Regions from separate parts of the Sus scrofa genome. Here region 1 is linked to region 2. A link is a contact called in public Hi-C data. All regions are on one chromosome and are shown on one strand. Each heading gives the region's core, a stretch centred on a gene start, on an enhancer-like site or on the middle of the called end of the contact. The rest is flanking DNA. Distances are from core to core; before and after follow the strand shown.

What was found. Hi-C and Micro-C count contacts between places; a contact is called where the count stands out from the background.
Region 1: a contact with region 2 is called in a Hi-C map of heart right ventricle, with 7 times the contacts expected there. The contact joins two enhancer-like sites. A contact is called at or near these places in 3 of 47 Hi-C or Micro-C datasets (heart right ventricle, psoas muscle and subcutaneous adipose tissue) and 1 of 2 datasets of contacts at active chromatin or transcription factors (skeletal muscle).

What each region holds. Positions count from the first base shown.
Region 1 is chr13:192,026,272-192,030,360 of Sscrofa11.1, reverse strand. The region is part of intron 4 of LOC106505844 (a long non-coding RNA gene); the gene reads left to right. Among named protein-coding and RNA genes, the nearest start is that of N6AMT1, 220 kb to the left of the region's middle. Within about 2 kb of position 2,655, at least 8 of the 83 cell types and tissues checked have an H3K27ac peak or open chromatin away from gene starts, as enhancers often do.
Region 2 is chr13:191,925,879-191,930,413 of Sscrofa11.1, reverse strand. No RefSeq gene overlaps it. Among named protein-coding and RNA genes, the nearest start is that of N6AMT1, 320 kb to the left of the region's middle. Within about 2 kb of position 1,658, at least 6 of the 83 cell types and tissues checked have an H3K27ac peak or open chromatin away from gene starts, as enhancers often do.

The DNA.
Region 1 (4,089 bases), core at 1,406-3,905, 99 kb before region 2:
ATCATAACCTTGTAAATAAACGATACTTCCATAAAACTTAAAAAAAAAAGTCTGTTTAGGATTTCAAGTTGGTGGGACATCTGTCATGTGGCTTCTAAACAGAATGATCTCAGTAGTTATTTTGGAAATTGTGAAATTCTAGCAGTTTTGAAAATGCTGATTGTAAGTGATGCTATACTAGGGATTTGGGTAAAAGTGACAGAGTCATACTTTGTCCTACTTACAAATGGGGCGGTGCTCATTTGGATAGAGCACATATAATTGAATAAAATGATGAAGCCAAAATCAGATTGGGCAGCAAGATACATAGATTATCACTAAAATGAAATCGTTTTCTCCATTCCAATATAGATTTAACTCAGGAGGAAAGTGAGGTCCTCCTTTTGATTTTTTCCCTGAGTCTCTCTGAACTTGGACAGGTCACACTTGCCAAATGACAACAGTGGGCATAAGGAGGTATGGGTTGAGGAGGTGGGGACCGGTCATTTGTAATCAGACAGGCATGCTCTGGCAAGATGGTTTTATGGAAATAGAGGTAAAAGCAAGAAAATAATGTGGGGGCTTGAAGGAAAGCCAAATTGAGTGTTGTTACACAGAAAGTCATGGTGTCCGTTTCTTTCCATTTTCAGTTCAGACACCAATAAGTACGTTGCTAGTTCTACAAAAGAGAACAAAGTAGAACTCCTGCCTTACTTAGAGAAACATGGGATGGGCATATGCAGAAAGCTGTCCTCAGAATAGCTGAAGAATAGTATCTGGCTTTGAGCAAGCACAGCAAGACACCCTTCTCAGAGCAAGTGCTAAAATGGTAAACAATGAACCATTAGGAGTGGATGTTATGGAAGCAGTGTCCCCACTTGCTGAGGATAATAGCTGTCACCAGGAAAGCCCCCTTTTTTTTTTCTTTTTTTTTTTTTGGTCTTTTTAAGGCTGCACCCATGGCATGTGGAGGTTCTCAGGCTAGCAGTCAAATCGAAGCTGTAGTCACTGGCCTACACCATGGCCATAGTAACGCCAGATCCGAGCTGGGTTTGCAACCTACACCACAGCTCATGGCAACACCAGATCCTTGACCTACTGAGTGAGGCCAGCGATTGAACCTGTGTCCTCATGGACGCTACTCAGATTCATTTCTGCTGAGCCACAAGAGGAACTCCCCTAAAGTCCATTTTTTAAAAAAAGAAAATATTTAAGAAAGTTTCTGAATGAAGGAACTGCAACCAGTGTAGACAAGTGTAGAAAAAAGCAGTGCGGATAAGGGTCTCCACTAGTTTCTTTAGTGGAACAAGCCCTTTGGTAAAGTAACACAACATGGTGATCTAGGCTGTGCTGTCCAATGTGGAAACCACCATAAAATGAGGCTAGTTAACATTAACCTAATTAAAATGACATAAAGCAAAACATTCTGTTCCTTGGGCACATTCACCATATCAAGGCTGCAGTTACCACATATGTTCAGGGCTATCAGTACCAGAATCAGTACTGGACAGCACAGACAGACCAGTGCCACTATTGTGAAAAGTTCTCCTGGACAGCTCCGGAAGAGCCTTGTCTTGGGGACCTGGGATTGAATTTGGAATCCGCATCTTGGTAATGGTCTGGTCTCGTTTCCTCATATTTAAAATAGGGTGAGATAATAGTAACTGCCTCCTGGAGTTGTTAGGTGGGTGAAATAAATTTTTATTTATTTAAATAGGTGTGAAGAACCATGCCATGCCGGACACAGAGTAAGTGCAATATCAATCATTTAAAAATGTATGGGGGTCTATTGCCTATATTCTAAAGTTTATGTGCACTTAGGCTTCTATGACTTTTTAGTAATGATGATATCAACATTAATTGCACACTTGCTCCTTGTGGGCAGAGTGCTTTACCTGCTTTGTTTGATTGAAGTGCCATTAAAATCTGAGGAGGAAGAACCTCTTACTATTATTTAATAGTGGAGTATACCGAACTCATGATCACTCAGCTAAAGTATGGTTTTTGAACTCAGCTGGCTTGGAAGTGCTAAAGTATTTTCCAGACTCCAGAGTCTATGCTGGATCATCTTTTGTTTTGCAAACTCAAATCAATACACGTTAATTCTGCCTTTCATTCTGAGTTAAAGAAATGCCTCAGAGATAACATGTAACAATGACAGCTGACCACCATACAGTACTTAATATATGCCACACACTGATCTAGGAAGTTTACATGCACGAAGTTAATCCCCTTGATAATTTTGAGATAGACACCATTATTATCCTATTTGGTATCTGGGAAAATTTGGTTCATTATTATTGTCTAAGTTCACATAGCCAGCTAGTCACACAACGAGCCCACTGGGACTCAAATCTTATTTTTAATGAGTTTTTTTCATAGTCACTATGCCTCCTGCCTAGATTTTCAGTACCCAGTGCAGGAGTACCAGTGGGACACTGCCTGGCCAGTGAAAAGTAGATACTGATGCTCTAAATGGACAAAACCAAGTAACTTCACTGAATAGCAACTGAACTACTTAAGGCTATTTCAGTCCTGCATACTCTGCGTGCATATCCTGACTCGCCCTTTCCCTGGGGAAAATAGGGAGAAAAGGACATACATGGAAATGTACTGTTAGCTGCTGCACCAAATTTGGCAAGGACCTTGGATCCCAGCGCAGCCTCCCGGCAGAGGTGCACTCCCCTGCTGGCAAGTGCCTGTGCTTTCAAGCTCTGATCCACAAGATCCCCTGCACTCCGTGCACATGTCCCTGTCTCTCTCTGCATCAGGTTCTTCTCTGTGACAAAAGAAAAAATGATGCCTTTAGGAGATTACGTCTAAGCAGAGACCCTCACTCTGCTTGCAGGTCTTAAAATACCTTTCAATGAAAGAAAGCATTCTGAATCAGAGGATATGACATCCTCATTTGCATGATTCAGCGTGGCAGTGACGCCACAGGCAGTCATTGAGAAGGAGTTCCCGAACATGGAAACACTGAACAATTAAATGGGGATTGTGTTTGGCACCAAACGGGCTGACTTATATAATTGAAGCCCATTCCATTGGCCCCAGCACAGGAAGCCCGTGGCTATCAGGATCTCACAGGAGATGATTCTTGTTACTTCCCCAGCGTCTTCCTGGAGTGGGGGGCTGAGAGCAGACCATTTTCTGATTAAGATAGAAGTTTCTGGACTTCTTACTAGAGCTCTCAGTGTTTAGATTTATCTGTAGCTTTCTTGGGAAAGGCTTGGAGAATATTCTTGTTCTGTTAGAATGGGAATTAGTAACTTGGTAGCCAGGTACAGGGAAACAAACAAACAAACCTTGAGGGCATCTTATAAACCCCTGGAAGTTGCATGCAGAAGGTTGTTTTTGTGTCTTGGGAAAATAACCCACAGATGCCATCATATTCTCAAGGGGCTCTCTGGCCTCTAAAATGTTAGAACTCTGCTCCCATCATGACACAGTTTTGGGATCACAAAGAAAACTTTATTACATATTATAGTGAAGTAGGATTTAAAATCTGGACCACTGGTGAAGAGCAGAATCCATTGCAAGCAGCATCATCATTTCTCTCTCTCTCTCTCTCTCTCTCTATATATATATATATATATATATATATAAACCCCTCAAAGTTCTCCTCCTAAGAATGTGGGTGTGACTGTCACATCATGCTTAACACATAATAGCCCATTTAGAAGTCTTCTTGTTATATCTCTTCTCCCTAAAAAACTTGCCATGATTTTAAGGAGAGTTGCTCTGTGTGCTTTTAAAGTAACTTTCCACCTAATAGGAGCTTAAAGTCTTGGATATGGATTTTCAATAGTAAATGATGTCCTTTTAAGATGAGGCATTGAGCGACCTGTAATCAGAATCCAGCTCTGCTCACCTGCTCTGCGAGGTCATGTCCACAGCTACTAGGAGGCTTGTTGACAATGAAGGGCTGCATTCCTAACCTCTAGAGACCAGCCTCTCTCTCTTTGCACACAGGTTCACACTTGCTTCTCTTCAGGTTACGTGACACAAACGGTCCACCTAGAGAGGTACCTGCCCCCACAATGCTGTCCAATTGAGTGAGCATATCCTGATTAGAGTTTGGTTTCTGGTGTTAGAGTAACACTGTGGATT
Region 2 (4,535 bases), core at 409-2,908:
AAAGAAAATAGTGAGAAATGTCTTTTTGCCATTTCTAGGGCCGCCCCCACGGCACACGGAGGTTCCCAGGCTAGGGGTCCAATCGGAGCTGCAGTCGCCGGCCTACACCAGGGCCACTGCAATGCGGGATCCAAGCCGAGCCTGCAACCCACACCACAGCTCATGACAATGCCGGATCCTCAGCCCACTGAGCAAGGCCAGGGATTGAACCTGCAATCTCATGGTAGCCAGTCGGATTCGCCAACCACTGAGCCACGACGGGAACTCTGAAAGTGGCATTGTTTAATATTTTTTTGTAAACCTTATTACTGTCTAGCTTAATAGTGATAAATTATCTTATCTGCTTCTGCATTTAATCTATTATGATATGACTTTATGCAAATCTTCAGGTGGAAGAGGGAGGAAACTGTAGACTCCCTAAAAGGGTCTTGAGGAGCCAGAGGTTTCCTTGGGCCATCCTTGGAGAACTGCTTGGTTCAAGTGCTCCATGGAATTTATCATGGCAACTGTTGGGATAGGAGTTAAAAATGCAAAAGGCATATGTAACAAATTGTGATTTTTTTTCCCCCCCAAAGTGTGCTAGTCACAGTGAATGTTAAAAAAAAAAATGATTTCCTCTAATTTATTAATTTGTTTAACAACAACCCCCCCCCCCCGATTTTTGGGCCAGTGTCCCAAGTCACTTAGTCATCATTGCCAAAAATGCAACAAATAAGAATTTTAATCATGGGAAAAAGTTTCAAAGGATCTGACTAAATGTCTAGGTTGAATTTGATAAAATTGTGATCTTAACTCCCATATACCTTGCTTTATTGAAGGGATATTTTTTTTCACCACTCAGAAAAGTCCAGCCAATTTCATTGAGATTCTTCTGTTCCAGAAACTTCCTCAAAGCTGGCCTTTCATTCTCTAGTGACCTGGGCAGGAATTTCTCAGAAATCAAAAGTGTGACTGCTCAGTCAGATTGGGAGTGGCATTTCCTAACGTTTTGATTGGAAAAGAAAACTTTGAGTTCTAACAAATTCATTTCAGAAAGAATGAGCTGAAGTTTCTTTGCCAAGTGCCATATACAAAGCTCACTAAAAGCTCTTAAACTAATTGAATTGATGAATAAGTGAATTATTAGTTCTGGTTTAAAAATCCCATTATAGTATCCATATTTTTCTGTTCTACTTTAAAAAATAGATCTTGATATTAGTATGCATCCCAACCCTTATTTTAGTTTACAGATAATAGAATAAGTAGGTTTAAATAGCAAGTATCTTAGAAGCCAATTTTAAAGCAGAGAAAATGTAAAAATTAAAACACACATACACACACACAGAGAAGGAAAGATAATCACATATAATCTTCAAAGCTATCGCTACTACCAGTTGGCTTTTTTTTCCCCGCTGTATTTAATTAGGCTGGCATTGTTGATAAAAATGTATTTTACACGAATTTTATATCTTTCCTTTTTCCTTAAGATATATGATGGATTTTTTCGCCCCTTGTGCTTAACCACAGAAACAGACTTTAAAAAAACAAAACATACAGCGTACTTACTAAGAGCAGTTCTATCTTTATATGTAAACAATGACTTGAAAAGACATTAAAAGTGACCTCAGAGGGAGAGAGATGGAACAAATCCCTAGGAAGCCTTAGATCCTCTCAGGCAGCAATGGCTGTGCATTTCCTTCCCATTGACCTTGAGAGGGACATGTGGTTTGCACAGTCCTCCGGGTTTTGCTCTCCTGGGAGAATAATCCTGTCATTTCCATTAGGAAGATGATTTATTGAGGGCAGTTCCTTTTTAGGACTGGACAGGAAAATCACCCTTGTGACCCAATGGTGCTTATTTCCTCTGCAAAGCCCTTCAGTGATGAGGTGGTAGCAATTGCGTTGGCCTTAAACTGAATCACAGACACCTCACTAATTCCTCTGTAATCTTATCTGGTAACACACAGAGGTAACCACTGTGTCTTTGTGGTTTGGGGTGGATGAAAGGCAGGGATGTAGCTCCCAGATTTCTCACAAGAGTGCATCCAGCCCGGTAACAGATATGCCCTAGGGATCTGCTGGAAAAGCCAGATGCTGGGTTGGTGGGGGGCGGGGGGATGGGGAGTGTTACATCAAACATGCCCTTGTAAAAGTGAATGTGATGCCAGCTGGAAAATAATTTTCTGTCAAGGCACATGGGAAGACATTTTGCTTCCTTCTATTGATAGTGCTACATACCTGCTTTATTCCTCATTGAACCTCAGGGAACTCAATGATTCAGTCCCCGTTTTTTAAGGACTGTCCCTTTAGGTACAATTGACACCCCTCTGCATCCCAGTAGAGGGCAGTTTCCTCAAGCTTAGTACATCATTGCAGGGCTTCTCTCACATCTCAGATGTGGTTGTTCACACCTTGTCCTGGAGAAAAGTAAACTTGTAGTCAGGTTACATGGTTACACTGGTTACATGGCAGCTTGCGTTGTGCTAAACTGGTCATTCACGCAGACACTTCCTTTAAAAAACACAAGTGAATGAGGTTGTGGTTTCGAGGAATGAGCACCACACTGAGAGTTAAGAGATCTGGGTCCAGCTCTTGGATTTGTCACTAAATAGCTCTGTGATGTTAAGCAAGTCATTTAAGCGCAATTCTGCCTCTGCAATGAGTAGAATTTTCCTATGATATCGCTCCAGCTCTGATAAAAATATATGTCGAAGCTGAGAGTTTGCTGTTAAAAGAAATGGTAATATCTCTTTAAAGCAACATTAGTTCAAATAGTTTGATTCACAATATAGACTTTGTAGGTTGTCAACACTATATGAGAGTCAGACTAAATATTCTTCCAATTTAGGAAAACTCGAATGGGCATGACATTTGGAAGTGAGGACTGATTTCTGGCCCTGTTTTGGCTGCCCTGGCTTCTCTCTAGTTGCCTGATTTTGCATGAATAACCTCAAACTTGTGATTGTCAGTTTTGTCTTTAGTAAAATGAGTGGGGTGAGCAAGATCAATGTTGACCAGAAAAAGGACCAGTGATTGAAGGAAAAATTTTGGGTAAAGGTAAGTGATCTGTAATTCAGTGAGTCTTGAACCCTTTTCCAGAGTGAGAGAACATTGAACAACTGGTCAACCTGTCACTGACTCATCAGAATGAATTCTGGCAGCTCTGAATCTGCTCTGGGGGCCCCCAGTGGCATCTGCCAATATTGCTGGGACCTGGGTAGGTCTGGAGAGCCGCTGGATTACCAGGGAGAGTGGGCATGGGTCCTGATTAGTCTGTATGGAATGAAGTCACAACTGGGATAGCCCTGTCGTAAGTACCTCACAACTATCACCTCTGCTCTGCTCTAAGGTGAAGTGGTCTCTCTAAACTTGACTCTCTGAACATGACCTTTGGACCAGCAGAAGCAATCCCTGGAGCTCATTAAAAAGGCAAATTCCTGGGCTCCATTTCAGACCTCTCCAATCTGAATCTGCATTTCAACCATGTTCCCGGTGATGAGGGTGTACCTTAGAATTTTGGAACTACTGATATATGAAATGGGCCTCATTTACTTATAACACATAGGGCATTTGTCTGGTACCCAAATTCCAAGGAATGTGAGTTTTCACTGAAAAGAAAAAAGATGCAATAGTTTCTGCTACATCTGAGGACTCACTTGGCTGGTTGCCAGGCAGTCAGCACATGCCTACTTTTTGGTATCTTATGCTCTGCCTGGTGGCTGTATACGCTTGGCTGCTCCTCTGTTTCCTGGTGTCATTATTAACCAGGCAAGCCTCCTGAATCTTCTTTTCTCATAATCAGATGGGTTCTAGGTGGGTTCTTGATGGGTTCAAGGCTCTATCTTCTCAAATTTTAAGTCCAGGAAGTGGCTCTCCTTAGCTAGCTCTGGGACCATGACCAAGTCTTTTAACCCTCATGAATTTCCATTCTCTCAATTGTAAAATGGCCTTAAAGTCCTTTTCCTCTCAGACAGGGACAGTGACCTAATTTGCAGGACAAAACTGCCAGTGAAAATGCAGGACCTCTTGTTCAAAAAGAAAATTTGTAAAGTGCAGTTGAAGGAGTAATGTATTTTTTCCTTTAAAATATTTTGTTACTAATAAAATAAAATAGCAATAATCATGATGTCTATAAAAACATAAATATAAATACAAAATGTAATATTTTTTGGCATTCCTTCTGTGGCAGAGTGGCGTAATGATCTGGCTTGTTTCTCTGGAGGCACCTGTTGGATACTCACCCTGGGGCAGTGCTTTCAGGGTCCAGTGTTGCTGCAGTTTTGGTGTAGGTTGCAGCTCTGGCTTGGGTTCAATATATTTGGCTCAGAACTTTCATATGCTGTGGGGAGGCAACAGAAAAAAAAATAGTATTTTTGTGCCAGAATAAAATAATAATAATAATAATACTCCTTTTCCATAAAATGTGATTATCTTTAAATTTCCCTTCCAAAGTCTGTAGATATTTGCTTTACAATGTTGCAGCCATTTTCATAACCATAGGTTCTGAAAAATTTCTAATATCTCCCTAATAATTTGCTGACAAAATTTATTGCTTG